Linked DNA regions of Zea mays: all the other regions are linked to region 3. Evidence: chromatin contacts called from public Hi-C data. All regions are on one chromosome and are shown on one strand. The core of a region is the stretch at or near the end of the contact, and the rest is flanking DNA. Distances in the headings are between cores, read along the strand shown.

The links. Hi-C and Micro-C count contacts between places; a contact is called where the count stands out from the background.
Region 1: a contact with region 3 is called in a Hi-C map of bundle sheath, with 2.2 times the contacts expected there. The contact joins the promoter of LOC103634790 here to the promoter of LOC100281327 in region 3. A contact is called at or near these places in 5 of 25 Hi-C or Micro-C datasets (bundle sheath, ear, endosperm and 2 more) and 1 of 3 datasets of contacts at active chromatin or transcription factors (leaf).
Region 2: a contact with region 3 is called in a Hi-C map of leaf, with 7 times the contacts expected there. The contact joins the promoter of LOC103634793 here to the promoter of LOC100281327 in region 3. A contact is called at or near these places in 6 of 25 Hi-C or Micro-C datasets (bundle sheath, ear, endosperm and 3 more).

The regions. Positions count from the first base shown.
Region 1 is chr8:12,354,248-12,358,710 of Zm-B73-REFERENCE-NAM-5.0, forward strand. It overlaps LOC103634790, which reads left to right and starts at 2,155. Exons shown (of 1, transcript XM_008657382.4): 1 at 2,155-3,349. The coding sequence starts at 2,498. The coding sequence ends at 3,061.
Region 2 is chr8:12,727,989-12,732,429 of Zm-B73-REFERENCE-NAM-5.0, forward strand. It overlaps LOC103634793 (protein ABCI7, chloroplastic), which reads left to right and starts at 2,143. Exons shown (of 3, transcript XM_008657384.4): 1 at 2,143-3,093; 2 at 3,481-3,740. The coding sequence starts at 2,245.
Region 3 is chr8:12,559,726-12,563,856 of Zm-B73-REFERENCE-NAM-5.0, forward strand. It overlaps LOC100281327 (pathogenesis-related transcriptional activator PTI6), which reads left to right and starts at 2,355. Exons shown (of 2, transcript NM_001154245.2): 1 at 2,355-2,636; 2 at 2,790-4,131. The coding sequence starts at 3,031. The coding sequence ends at 4,041. It overlaps LOC109941689 (50S ribosomal protein L29, chloroplastic), which reads right to left and starts at 839. Exons shown (of 3, transcript XM_020542892.3): 1 at 596-839. The coding sequence starts at 839.

The DNA of each region.
Region 1 (4,463 bases), core at 905-3,404, 210 kb before region 3:
AGGTGACACGTACGAGCAACAGCGGATTTCGGATGAAGCGATGCCGACGAAGCGCGGCAAACCCGGGCTCGTCGTCTCGCGGCGGCGGATCTGGCGGGGGTAGAACGGAAACATCTCCTGCAAAAACCGGGTCCAGTCTCAGTGAGTACACGTACAGCGGGTAAGCCCACCGCTCTCGCCTAGCCCGTTGGTGGGCTCCACAACATCGTCAGCCTGGGGCGGTGCGGGGCCGGACTGGTACGCGACGCGAGGATGAAACGGACGTGGGGCCACAAGCCAGCAGCCGCACGGGGGGGGGGGGGGGGGGGGGGGGGGGGGGCACGCGCCGACGTGTTGTGTTGTGTTCTGCCCGGAGCCCTGGTGCCCGCTGCACTCGCCGGCTGGCAGGCACGTCTGGCTCGCGGCTGGCGCTCGCGCGCAACCCGAGGAGGCAGCCCCCCGAAGCGGCTCAATGAGCTAGCTGGGGCAGGGTGGCGACGGCTGACGAGCCGCGGTTGGTGGTGTGGTAGGCCGGGGGTCACGTGGTTGATGGCGGTATATGTATGGGAACCTAACCGCACGTCGGCCTACCGCTAGCTAAACGTGGACCAGGGCCAAACAAAAGCTATAGTACAACGAGAGCGGGGCTACGGGCTACGGCTAACCCACCCAGACCAGACGCGAAGGCTAGCTGCTGTGCTGACCGTTGGGCACCTCAAGGCTCAAGCCGAGCAAAGCAGAATCGCTGTCGGCTCTGGGCTCCGCTCGCGGACGCGAGTCGTGCAGGGCGCCGGACTTGAACCGCAGCAGATAGCGGACCCGAGAATCGAATTCAAACCAGAAAAACCGGGGGACGGGAAAAAAAAAGCGACACGCTCGTGCCGGATGGCCCCAGAGTCCCGATCTCGACGCCCCCCACGCCTTTTGCGCATAGACCCCCGCCACGATTCGTTATCCCGCGCTGCCTCTCGCGGTTAATTGTATTCGGAAAAGTGCCCCTGGGCGGGTCGGTTTTTAGTCCACCCACCGTTTTGCGCCGCGGACCCTGGGAGAGCTGGGTTTCGCAGGGGGAAGGGTGGGTGGGTGGGTCACATGCTTGGTGCTGCCTGGCTTCGGAGCGTGGCCTAGCCTAGCCTAGGTGGTTGGGTGCACCGTACATTTGGATCGGGTTGGGTTGGCTTTTGGCTCCCGGTGGTCCTGCGGTCATATGCGTACGGCGCGTCGAATCTTAAGACACACGGATGGACACAACCCTTCGAAATGCAGGATTTACAGAAGAAGAACTGATAATACTTTTCCTCTTATCTAGTCCCTCTATTTCCGGTATATGAATTGTAACTACTTTTTATTTTAGTCGTATTATAAAAGACGTGCTCCCTTTTAACATGCATGTAACAATAGCACTAGAGAGAGAATTAAATATATCTCTTGGCCTTTAAATTAGAGGTGCTTATGATTACACCTTATATAAATACAGAGGGAGTATATAGTTTCTCAGTTTATAAATTTTATTACCGACCATATATATTATACAGTGTGTGAAGTTCATAAAACACACAACAGCAGAAAATCTGTGAGGTTCAGAACCTACCTGTCTCTGAACGGATTTTTGACCGGGTTATTGCTGACCGCACCATGCAAGCACGTCCTCGAAATCTTTTTCAGACGGGAATAATACGCCTTTAAAAATATAGCTGGCTCCACCTCATCTTCCAAGCTAAAAAGAGACCCGCCCGAGCTAAAGACCCCCCCCCCCCCCCCCCCCCCCCCCACCGCTAACCAATACAGCCAGCCAGTCAGCCAGACAGACGGATGGATGGCTTTTCAAAGGTCAGAAAAGAAAAACCGTGACAGAAATATCGGAGGTGGCCGTCGCCGTTCAAACGCCCCAATCCACCACCCATCCAGTATTCCAGTCTAGGGAGGGCGTGGACAAAACAAAATAGGCAGGCGCGGGCGGCCACGGCCACGGCCACGCGACCCGGCCGGGCCTTCCGCCTTCCAGATGGCGTGCGGTGCCTCAGCCAGGCGCGCGCGCACCCATCACAGTCCCCGTCCGTCCGTGTCCGTGTCCGTGTCCGTTCGTCGCGGCGCGCGCAGCCCCCAACCGGCAACCAAATAAAGAAAAAGCTAGCAAAAGATAAGCTAACAAGCAGTAGTACTACTCCCTGGCTGCACCGCCACCACCGCACCAGACCAGACCAAACCAAACCGCGCGAGCGATTTTTGCGGCAAACCCCCTGCGAGAAACGTCGTCCGCAGAGCCACCCACCACGGGCAGGGCTATATAAGCCGGCCCCCCCAACTCGGCGTCGCTGCGCAAAACACCTCGCCTTTTGTACTCTTGCGTCTCTGCCCTCGCGTTATCGCCTTCGTCACGCTCGCTCGCCTGGCTGGCTTGTGCCTTGCCTTGCTCGGCGTACGCGAACGCAGCGAGAGGGAGGAGCAAGGAAATAGAGAGAGACAGAGAGAGAGAGAGAAAAAATCAAGTCATCCCCCTTTCCTCTGAGCTCGTTCCATGGAGAACTCTTCTCACAAGCGGGCGCGGGAGGCGGGCGACCTCGTCGCCGGCGGCTGCGGAGAGGAGGGCTCGCCGCAGGCCGACGCCAAGAGGCTGCGGCCGCAGGACCTGCTCGACATGCTGGAGGACGACACCGACGCGGCCGCGGCCGGCGACCTAGCGTCGGTCATGCGGAGCCTGGAGGAGGAGATAGCCAGCTTCGACGAGGCCGCGGAGGCGCCGGCGCCGGCGCCGGAGCTGGGCTTCCTGCTCGAGGCCTCGGACGACGAGCTGGGGCTGCCGCCCGCCTCCTCTTCGGAGGAGGAGGAGGCCGGGCGCGCGGGGGCGCCGTTCCCGCCCGCGCTCGACGGCCAGATCTGGGGCTTCGAGGACGAGATCGTGGACGGAGGCGGCTTCGGCGGCTACTCGCCGGAGGCCGCGGCCGCGGCCGCTGCCTCCGCCGCCGCCGCCGCGTGGGACGACGACGGCTTCGGCGCCGGCCTCTTCGCGTTCGGCGGCGACGACGCGTGTGGCCCGTCGGATCTCGCGGCCCTGCGCCACGAGACCATGCCCGCCGTCTGATGGCCATCCCCAGGGCCCAGGCAGCCGCAGCCAGTCGATTAGCCTTCCTTTTTTTTATTTTTACCTTTGTTGGCTAACCTTAGCGAGCGGGCACCCATTTTTTTGACCTGGATGTAAAGTTTTTAGAAGGGTGAAAAAACAGGGGGCGTGGAAAAAACTTGGGAGGAAGGTTCAGAGCAAGGGGAGAAGAAGATCAAAAAAAAAATCTGGAGATGGATTCTTCCTTCTTTTTTTGTCCCTGGAATTTATTTCTCGCTTCGGTAGAAAAAGCAAATAAGCAAGCAAGTATATAACGTTATTATATTAATTATTAATTATATTAATAAAATGATAAACAGTAAAGCCAGAAAGACAGATAATAATGCAACGATGGTTGCGTGGATGGAGATGGGCGATGACAGTGACACATGTGGCCGACGGAAGGACGCTGACCCAGTGACGTGACTGTGACTGCTCAAAAAAAGAATATCTTGATGAATTATGGACCGTGAAAAAAGGATGGAAATGCTTGGACGGTTCCACCACTCCAAAGTTGGAAGAATCCGACGGTCGATAGCACGCAAGTACGGTTGACCAGGAACAGGAAACTGTTTACTCTCTCTCTCTCTCCTAAAATAACTGCTTATTCTCTATCCTTGACGCCTTCCTCTCAAAATAATTAACCTATGTCCTAAAATAGCCTGTCACTCTCTTTTCTAAAATAATTAGCTCCTTTGTCTCATAATAATTAACCTGTCCTGAAGCTACTGTTTGTTCTCTACTATGCTAAAATAGATGACGCTTTCCTATCAAACGTTGAATGACTCAAATTTAGTCTCAAAATAGTTGGCCCCTCAAAAATAATTATTTATTCTCTGTGTCCCGAACCAATTGATGTCTTCATCTGAAAAAAAAAATAAAATATCGTAGGATCTAAATCCAGTCCCAGAATAGTTGGTATTATGTCTCTCTCTGTCAATGCACCTTTATCTTGTGCTGCCAATATATCTTTTCATTTTACCAATACATCTTTATCTCTAATTACCTCTTATCTCTTCTCTACTTGTTTTACGTGCATTATAAATTTAAGAATCCGTTTAGATAAGAAGTGAGGTGGAATAAAGTCGTTCTATTTCGTGTTTGATGGACGAGCGGACCGAGGGAAGCAACTCTAGATCGGGAATATTCTCAGCTCGAGCCCTCCAGCTCGCTCCAAAAAATTGATAGAATGTCACTGTTCCACTTCTTCCTCTTGCTTTGCCGTGGATCTAAACAAAGAATAGAACGATTTTGTTCCTCTAATTTAATCTGGATTACAACCATACTCTCGTGGGTCTCCCACCAAACAGGCCGTACTAAAACCTAGAAAAAACTATGTTCAAATTGGAAAAAAAAGGTATGATAGCCGCATTAACAAAGGCTT
Region 2 (4,441 bases), core at 893-3,392, 170 kb after region 3:
ACTCCAGCAGCAACCTGTAAATGGTCCTGTACTCTAAATGTAGGGGACGGTCAGGTCCTTTATCCCTCCAACAAGAGACTCTAAAAGGTCCCCTAAAATTTAGAGGATGGCATGCGTGCGCTATCTATAGAGGGTGCTCTATACACTATACATGTGTGTCAGATCCTTTTTGTGTCTGTATGCTCACGTGGTGATGAATAGTAAAAAATAATATAGAATGTCAAATCCAGTACACTGTTGATATAGAGGATGGAATTTAGGGGATATTGTTGGAGATGAAGAAGATATAGAGTACATAATTTTTTAGAAAGTGTTGTAAAGGACAAAAAATATACCTTTAGGAGATAAAATTTAGGGAAGGAGACAGCGTGAAGACAAGACAGGCTCCGCTAGCTAGGGCCGTCACCATGCGGTAGCGGTACAAGAATAGTTGGGGGCATCTGGAGCAGCGTGCATGCCATCAGCTCATCATGCATGATCTTGATCTGAAGAGGCCAGCAGATGGTTGGTCTTGGTCGTGTGGTGCAGTCGTTAGGATCCTAGCTAGACAGACTGTTCCTCCTCTCAGTGTTGCTTCTGTTTGTGCGTGCGTGCTCTGTCGTTACGGGGCCAGGTTCCTGAATCCGTGTGCGGTGGCACTTGGTACCTTGTGCACCATCTTTCGGCGCCGCTGTTCCACTTCTCACGTACTTAAGGATTAAGGTAGGGGGCCTGCGGACCGAGCAGGGATGTAATAGGATCAGATAATATTACTCGTACCATATTTATTTTTATATTTTTCTATTTAGATTCAGATCGGATACGGATATTATCATATTGTGTCGTATAAGATTTGAATGGATATCGACGTCTTTGAGTATTCAGATACGGATTGGATACTAAATACCCGGAATCAGATACAGATCGGATCGCAACCCTTTTAGACAGATCGAATTCGAATACAGACGGATAATATTCCTACAATTTACACCCCTGCAGCGAGAAGTCTTCGTTCCAGAGTCCAACACCAAGCCTACCTAGGTGTGATCAGTTACAATGTGTGATGTGTCATTGGATTGGATATCTCTTTCGGTAACAATAGTGTATACCAGTTCTGTAACCGATGTGGATGTTGGTGTGAGTAATCCTCAAAGCGCGAGTCAATGCAACACTAACCATGTTCTGGTGAACAGGCTGGAGTGCCCAGGTCCCACTCCCAGGAGAACCTGTCAAGGGCGTACCCTGCAACGTTTATCGGACATCGAGCAGTACAGCATCGCAGCGTTCAGCTTCAGCACCTGCGACGTGAAAATTCCATCTTTAAAGGCTAGTTTCCCTTAAAAATGAAAATCATTTGATAAAATGTGGTTTCTAAACTAGCCATAGGAACTCTATTTTAGCGAAGGGTTCCTATTTTCCTAAAAGAAAATAAAATATTTTTTTATAAAATAGAAATCCTTTAGGCCTTGTTCGTTTACGTCGGATTGCACCCGGAATCGTTCCAACCAATCAAAGTCTATATAAATTAGAGAAGCAATCCGGCTAGAAATCGTTCTGACCCATTAATCCGACACAAACGAACAAGGCCTTAGAAAAATGAGGTTTCCAAATTATACCTAGGTGAGCAAACAAATTCAAATGAAAAACAGCAACAGAGGTACAGTAGCATAAGGTCCGATTGGTTGCCAGTAGCCTTAGCGTCTGACTCACGCAATCCTGTATCGATTGATACGGACATTTCTTACTTCCTCGCACATACAGGCTAATAAGCGTATAAAGGTCTAGCCTGCACCTGCGCGTGCAGGCTCAGACGCTACGGTCAACGTATGCGCGGGGCCTGCACGCAGGAGTTCGGCCAACCAATCATGCAGATAATGTTTATGCCGGGATCCATGACGTTACGTTTGGGTGAGATACATTATACAGTTGCCGATGCAATCGACGGCCCGCGCAACCGGAAGGGCGTCGCCGGCGAAGCCCCCGACGGCCGCGCCGACGCCCGTGGGGACGATTAGAACGGACGTGTATGGTCTCCTGATTCCTGAAGCACGCGGCCCGCGTATCGGCGGACGGAGAGAAAGAGAGGGCCCGGGTGCACCTAAAACGGCCCATATTTTGTATTTTTGTATTAGTAGGCCGGGCCGTCAGTTCTCGTTCCGAGTCCCACCTGTCAGATCTCGGATTTACCGATCCCCACGGCCACGAGGGCCCTCCGCAGTCCGCACCGCAGCCACTGGGCAGACGAGGAGAAGCTTCGCGGACGCCATGTCCTCGCCGTCGCCGCTGTGCGCCGCCTCCTGCTCCACCGCTCTCCGCGCGCCGCCGCCGCCTCTCCTTCGCTTCCGCCGCTCTTATGCTCCGGTAGCCGCCTCCGTGCCGCGCACGGCGCCTGCCGTCTCCGATGACCTCGTCCTACGCATCGCCGAACAGCTGGAGGACTCGGTGACCTCCACCTCCCCGCTCCTGGACCCCCTCCGCTCCGCCTCTGCGCTCTCCCTCCTCTCCACACGCTGGCCCACTCGCCGTTCCAGCGAGGCCTTCCGCTTCACTGACATCTCCTACCTCCGCTCCCTCCCCATCTCCCTCCCGTCCAGGGAGCCCGACCTCAAGCTGCCGTCCTCCCCTTTCTCTTCCCACGTGCTCTTTTCGGATGGAATCCTCGTCTCTTCCTCTGGTGCCCATGTCAGCGCCCTCGCCGATCTTCCCCCTGGCCGCGCCCGGGACCGCGCCGCCGCCGCGCTCGCGGCCGCCGCTGAATTCGCCCACAAGGACCTCTTCTATGACTTCAACGCCGTTGGGGCGAGGGACGTTGTTGTCGTGCACGTGCCTGAGGGGGTCAAGGTGGCCGACGACCCAATACACATCATGTTCGCCTATACCAATAGCTTCGCTGAGAGTATGCTGATGTCAAATCCAAGGGTTCTAGTTGTGGCCGAGAAGTCAGCAGAGGTGGCTATAGTGGAGGAGCATTTTGGGGCTGGAGAAGAAGGTGGTTGCTATTGGGCCAATCCAGTGGCAGAGATTATAATTGACGAGGGCGCAAGAGTGGTTCATTCATACGTGCAACATCAATCATTTGCTGCAGCACATACTAAATGGACAGTCGTCCAGCAGGTAAGTCTTGATTTTAGATAAATGTTGGAAGATACCTGTAATTGTACTTATGAATGTAATGTTTGAGTGTTATATACTCTTGAAATGGGTTAGGATAGTGATGATAAGAGAACCCAACTCAGATCAAACTATGGGAGAGAGATGTTGGAGTTACTCAGATTGGTTCTGAGCTGGGGGCATTTGTCATTCCAAGATCTCATTGTTTGATCTACCTCATGAGTTATGACTCAAGATAGTTGCCTCCGTTTGTTATTGTTAATAGTCATTGTGGGTGTTGGGGAGTCATGCCTGTTCTAGTTGGTTTGGGTTGGGATTGATCAGTGAAGCTTAGTTGAACAGGGAAAATCAGTCTTATTTGTTGTGAAACTTTTTTTTTCTCTTTTTCAGGATACAACTAGTAAGTATGAGTTTGTTGAGGTCAGCACTGGAGCAAAATTGAACAGACACAATCTCCATATCGAGCAATTAGGTCCTGAGACAGAGACAGAACTATCAACACTTCACTTAACGTCTCAGAATAAGCAGATACATGATCTGCATAGCAGACTGATACTTGATCACCCTAGAGGTTTCTCGCGACAGCTCCATAAATGCATTGCTTGTGGCACAGGAAATAGCATATTTGATGGCAATATTAAAGTCAACAGGTATATTTGACAGCTTTTTTCCTTTTTGTTGTTTTGTTCTTACATGAGAAATGTTGTCTATTCCAGGCTTCCAGCCATTTACCTGGTCAGCATTGCATAGATTTCTAGTTTCATGCCTCTGCCATACACTTTTTTATTGCTCAGTATTTCGCAGTAGGTGAATATATGGCATCCTGGTGTTATATGTTTGTCTAGGATAGATTTAAATTTTAACTGAATTGCATAACACATTTGATGTGTTCATGGCATAAAAATATTTATTGTTAGCATGTGCCAGAAATATTTCTATTGCTCGCTTTTCACAGTAACTGAATATATGACATCCTAAGATTAAATATTTGTCTAGGATATATTTAAGTGAACTTGAAGTCTATAATATAGTATTGATAGTTGTATAAGATGTTTGGTGTTACATGATATAAAATAATTGAGAGAAAGTTAACAGAAAGCCACAGAAACATTTAGCTGTTACTCAACTGTTGAATTTTGTTTCACTCATAGTTATGTTGTTATGCAGTAGCAGTTCTATGTATCACCAATACACCAGGGAGGGTGCCGCACCCATATCGGATACGGTGATACATCCCGATACGCATGTCGCGAAGTATTAGGGAAACGAGATAAAAAAACTGAATGGTTTAGCTCACGATACGGTGCAATACGCTGTGCCGATGCATGCCAGCCCAATAGTACCTCATTTT
Region 3 (4,131 bases), core at 1,105-3,604:
AAATCCATAAGATGTTGGTGTTTCTTCCATTCCACTGCCACTTATTACGTGAGTTACACGTGAAATCATTTTATGTATCGAAGTTTCAATATAATTAATATTTCACTTATCATTTTTATGTGACGACTTGAGGTTTTATTTGAATAGAATGTTTATTTGTTTTGGTAAGCTTTTTGCAATTTTGGGTCAAAACTAGTGTATTTATGAATTTTAATTATATTTTGATAATTCTATGTAGAAAGAAATTAATAATGTACAAATAGCCTCAGAAATCTATGAAATTATACGAAGGTACAACATATGGCCACATATAGTCATAAAAAATAATGGAACCATAAAACCCACAGGATGTCAACGTTTTATCATAACTAATTAATACATTATCCGACAAGTATCCGATATCCGATCAAATAATATCCGTATCCGTCACTTATCCGCCCGGATAAATATCCGGTCCCTGTATCCGTATTCGTCCTGTTTCTAACTATACGTATCCGATTCCGAATCCGTTTTAAATATATTAGGGTAAGATACAGGATAAGCTAATATCCGTCTATATCCGTCCGTTTTCACCACTACCGCCGACGGGGTCTGCCTGCGTGGGGCGTGGCGGCCGCAGGGGGAGCCGGGGAGGGGGACGCGTCCGCACGGGCGCGCACCCGCGTGCCAGACCGCGCCGCGCAAAGCGTCCAAGGCCACGCACGGCGTCCTGGCTGTTTCCACGTCGCGTTGCGGAAAAAAGTCCGTCGGCCCTTTTCCCTGTCCTGTCCGGCCGCGAGCTCCACCACCTCCCCAAGTGCAAGTGCTGTGGTACGAGCGGAGCAATAAGAACTCGCCATGTGAACCCCAGGCACGGCGCAGAGCCAAGGCGCTCCCGTCCTTGGATTCCGAAAGCTCGTGCCCGGTGGAGATGGAGGTCGTGCTATAATCTAGGACTGCTGTATTTTTTCGTTGCCACGACGCATCACGTGCGCTTTCCATAACGCAACCTACGAACGAGATCGGTCGACTAAGAGTCTGTTTGGTTAGGATGTGGCTGTGAAAAAAATTGCTATAAACTGTAAGCTATAAAAAAATGCTGCGGTATGCTGTGAGCTGTTAAAAAGCTAACAACCATTTAGTGTAAACCACTAAAAGTCGTTAAAATTTTTTCGATATATGTTTTCACAGTTCTATCCAAAAGCCACTAAAAGCAGATTTAAGGGTGCTTTCAGTTTTACACTGCGAGAAAGTTAGCTTTTATAAAAAACTGCTTCTTGAATTTAGCCCTTTGTTTGACTTTTGGTTTTCAGAGAACAAAAGCCAAAGCAAAAAAACCAAACCAAACGCAACCTAACGGAAAGCGTTCGAATGGCGAGATAGCAGCGCAAGCATGTCCACGTGTCGCGTGTGACGCCTACGAAAAAAACCCGCGGCATCAAATATCCGTGGCCTTTCGTTTGGCTTTCGCCCTTTTTTTTGGAAACGAAATATTCCGTTCCGTTTTATCGCTCCTTTTTTTTAGCTCTCGAGAATGGTGGAGCGTATCTTTAGCTCATCTGATGGAATGGTGCTACCTGCCATACAGCCCAGACTTCCTCTATCTATAATATAGTAGCCATTCATTTACCCCCCGTAAAACTGATGGTCTTGGTAAATGCAGAGCAGGTCACACGGGAATGTGGGATCTCAGCCAGAGGATCCCAATCCGCCTCCCCTCGACCAACGGTGGGTCGGAACCTAGCGCTGGATCCGGAAGTGATTGCTCGGTCTGCAGTGAAGTAGGCCCGTCACTTTTGTGGGTCCCAACTGTCAACGAAACAGCACAACATTCCTTGGACGCGTGTAGCCGAAGGTTTATCATTTCCATGGCCGTCCCGTCCTCGCGTCGCCCATTCACATCGCATAAACCCCACCAAAAACGCACCACCACCACCACTAGCGTTCCGTCCCTGTCTCGATGACAGGTGGGGACCAAATACATTGGCCCCACGTGAAAGCCTGAGGAGCGTGCATAACAGTTCTTCACCAGGGAACCAGCACGTCCCATACTCTGACTGCGGGGGCCAGCGGCACCCCTGGGTCCACGAGTCATCACTGTGTGCGTAACAAACAGCCTTGGCAGATCCTATAGTACGTCCAGCGCCAGCGCATCGCGGCCGTCCTCTCCTCCCCCTTTCCGTTAGGCAGATAATCCTCCAATGACGCGTGGGTCCGGACGAGCTTCGGGCCGTTTCGGCAGTGTGTGGAGCTGGATCCCGGACGCGTGCGTGACGCGAAAGGTCTCGCGTGGTGCGGCGGAGGGGGCGGGCAGTACAGGATGGGGAAGAATGGGGGATTATTAAATATCGGCGGACGAGGGGCGTGGCCTGCCCCTTTTGCTCCTGTCGCCGCTTTGGGTCGGGGTTTAAGCGAGTGTTCAGGGAGGCCGGGACGGAGGCGACGACGACGGACGGTGCCGGCGTCGGAGGAGAAGAAAGAACAAGTAGCCAGCTCTCGTATATGCCTTCTTGCCCCATCTCCGATCTGGTCGTCGTAGCGCTCATCGCCCCCGTCGTCGCCGGCCTCCTCCTCCTCCTCCTCCGCTCCCTCGCCTGCTCCAGCCGATCTATGCGCAAGGGGCTCAACGGATGGAACAAATCCTCGTCGATGCTCAGGTCCGTGCCCCCCGCTCTCTTTTTCCTCCGTGTTTTCGCCGATCTGGGAGGTTTTTGACCGGGTTTTGTGGCCCTGTTCGTCCAGATCTGGGGAGTTCGTGGCTGCTCCTTCCATGGGTTTTGACAAAAAAAAATCTGCTCTTGTGGTTGCAGGGACGGGTTCGGGGTCAAGTATTCCGGATTCCTCCACATACGGCCGTGCGGTTTCTGTAGAGGAGACTGACGGATTCGTCCTCAAGGCCGTGCCGTTTCTGTAGAGGAGACTGACGGATTCGACCGATTTGCGCTCGTCTCCGTTATATTTTTGCGCCAGAGTTTTTTTGTTTTTTTTCTTCAGAAGCTTTTCCCCGTAGTTTTGGCTGGAGTTCTCCCCGGCAGAGGAGATACAAGAGACATGGCCCCGTTGAACCACCAGCAGCATGTTCTCCTCAAGAAGGCCCTGGCGAAGAAACCCAAAGCTAAGAGGATGTCCAGGTTTGGCCTTAAACCCTCCGCTGCAGCCCTCCTGAAGTCCCGGCCGCAGCAGCCGGCGCCTGCCCCGGCCCAGCCGAGGCGCCGCGTCCGGGTTCTCTTCGAGGATCCTGACGCCACGGACTCGGACTCCGACGACGAGGAGGCCGGCGCCTCTACGTGCCCGGCGAAGGCCAAGCGCTTCTCCTTCGAGACGTTCGTCGGCAAGGTCCCAGCCAGGCCGGTCCTTCCGGCGGCCGCTGTCGCCGCGTGCGCCAGTGGCGGGGCCCCGGAGAGCTACCGCGGAGTGAGGCTCCGCAAGTGGGGCAAGTGGGCGGCGGAGATCCGCAACCCGTTCACGGGCAAGAGGCAGTGGCTTGGCACCTTCGACACGGCCGGCGCGGCCTCCGCAGCCTACCTATCCGCTTCCCGGAGCTTCGCCGACGAGAAGCGCCGCCGCCGCGGGCAGCCTGTGCCCTCTTCCTCACCAGTTCCTTCGGCAAGCGCCACCCCGACGGCCTCCTCTTCGTCGTCCACCTCGACTGCTCCGTTCGCGCACCCGTCGCCGTCGTCTGTTCTTGGACCCGCCACCAAGGAGGCGCCGCTGAACCCGCAGTCCCCGGAGCTGGTCGCGACACCAACGCTCGTCCTGCCGTCCGATGAGTCCGCGGAGCTGCCGGACGACCCGGAGTTCTACCAGGACCTTCTCCGCGGCCTGCAGCTGCCAGACATCAGCCCGATGGACTTCCGTGCCGGGCTTGACGCTCTGGACGTCTCCGATGCGCCCTTCGGCCTGGACGATGAGCAGGACCTGCTGCTTGGGGACTTCGGGGACGAGGAACTGGAGATCGACCTCGACCTCGACGATATCAACGACGTCTTCCCGGAGATGCCTGGCTGCGACCTCGGCCGCGGCATGGACGATTTCCTGCAAACCGTTGATTTCTGCGTGTGAATTAAGTCAGTGCCTTAATATGTTAGGGTTGATGGTTTGATAAGCGTGCTTGGAAGGGGGGATTGTCTTGGGTTTTTCCCTCGGGCATTT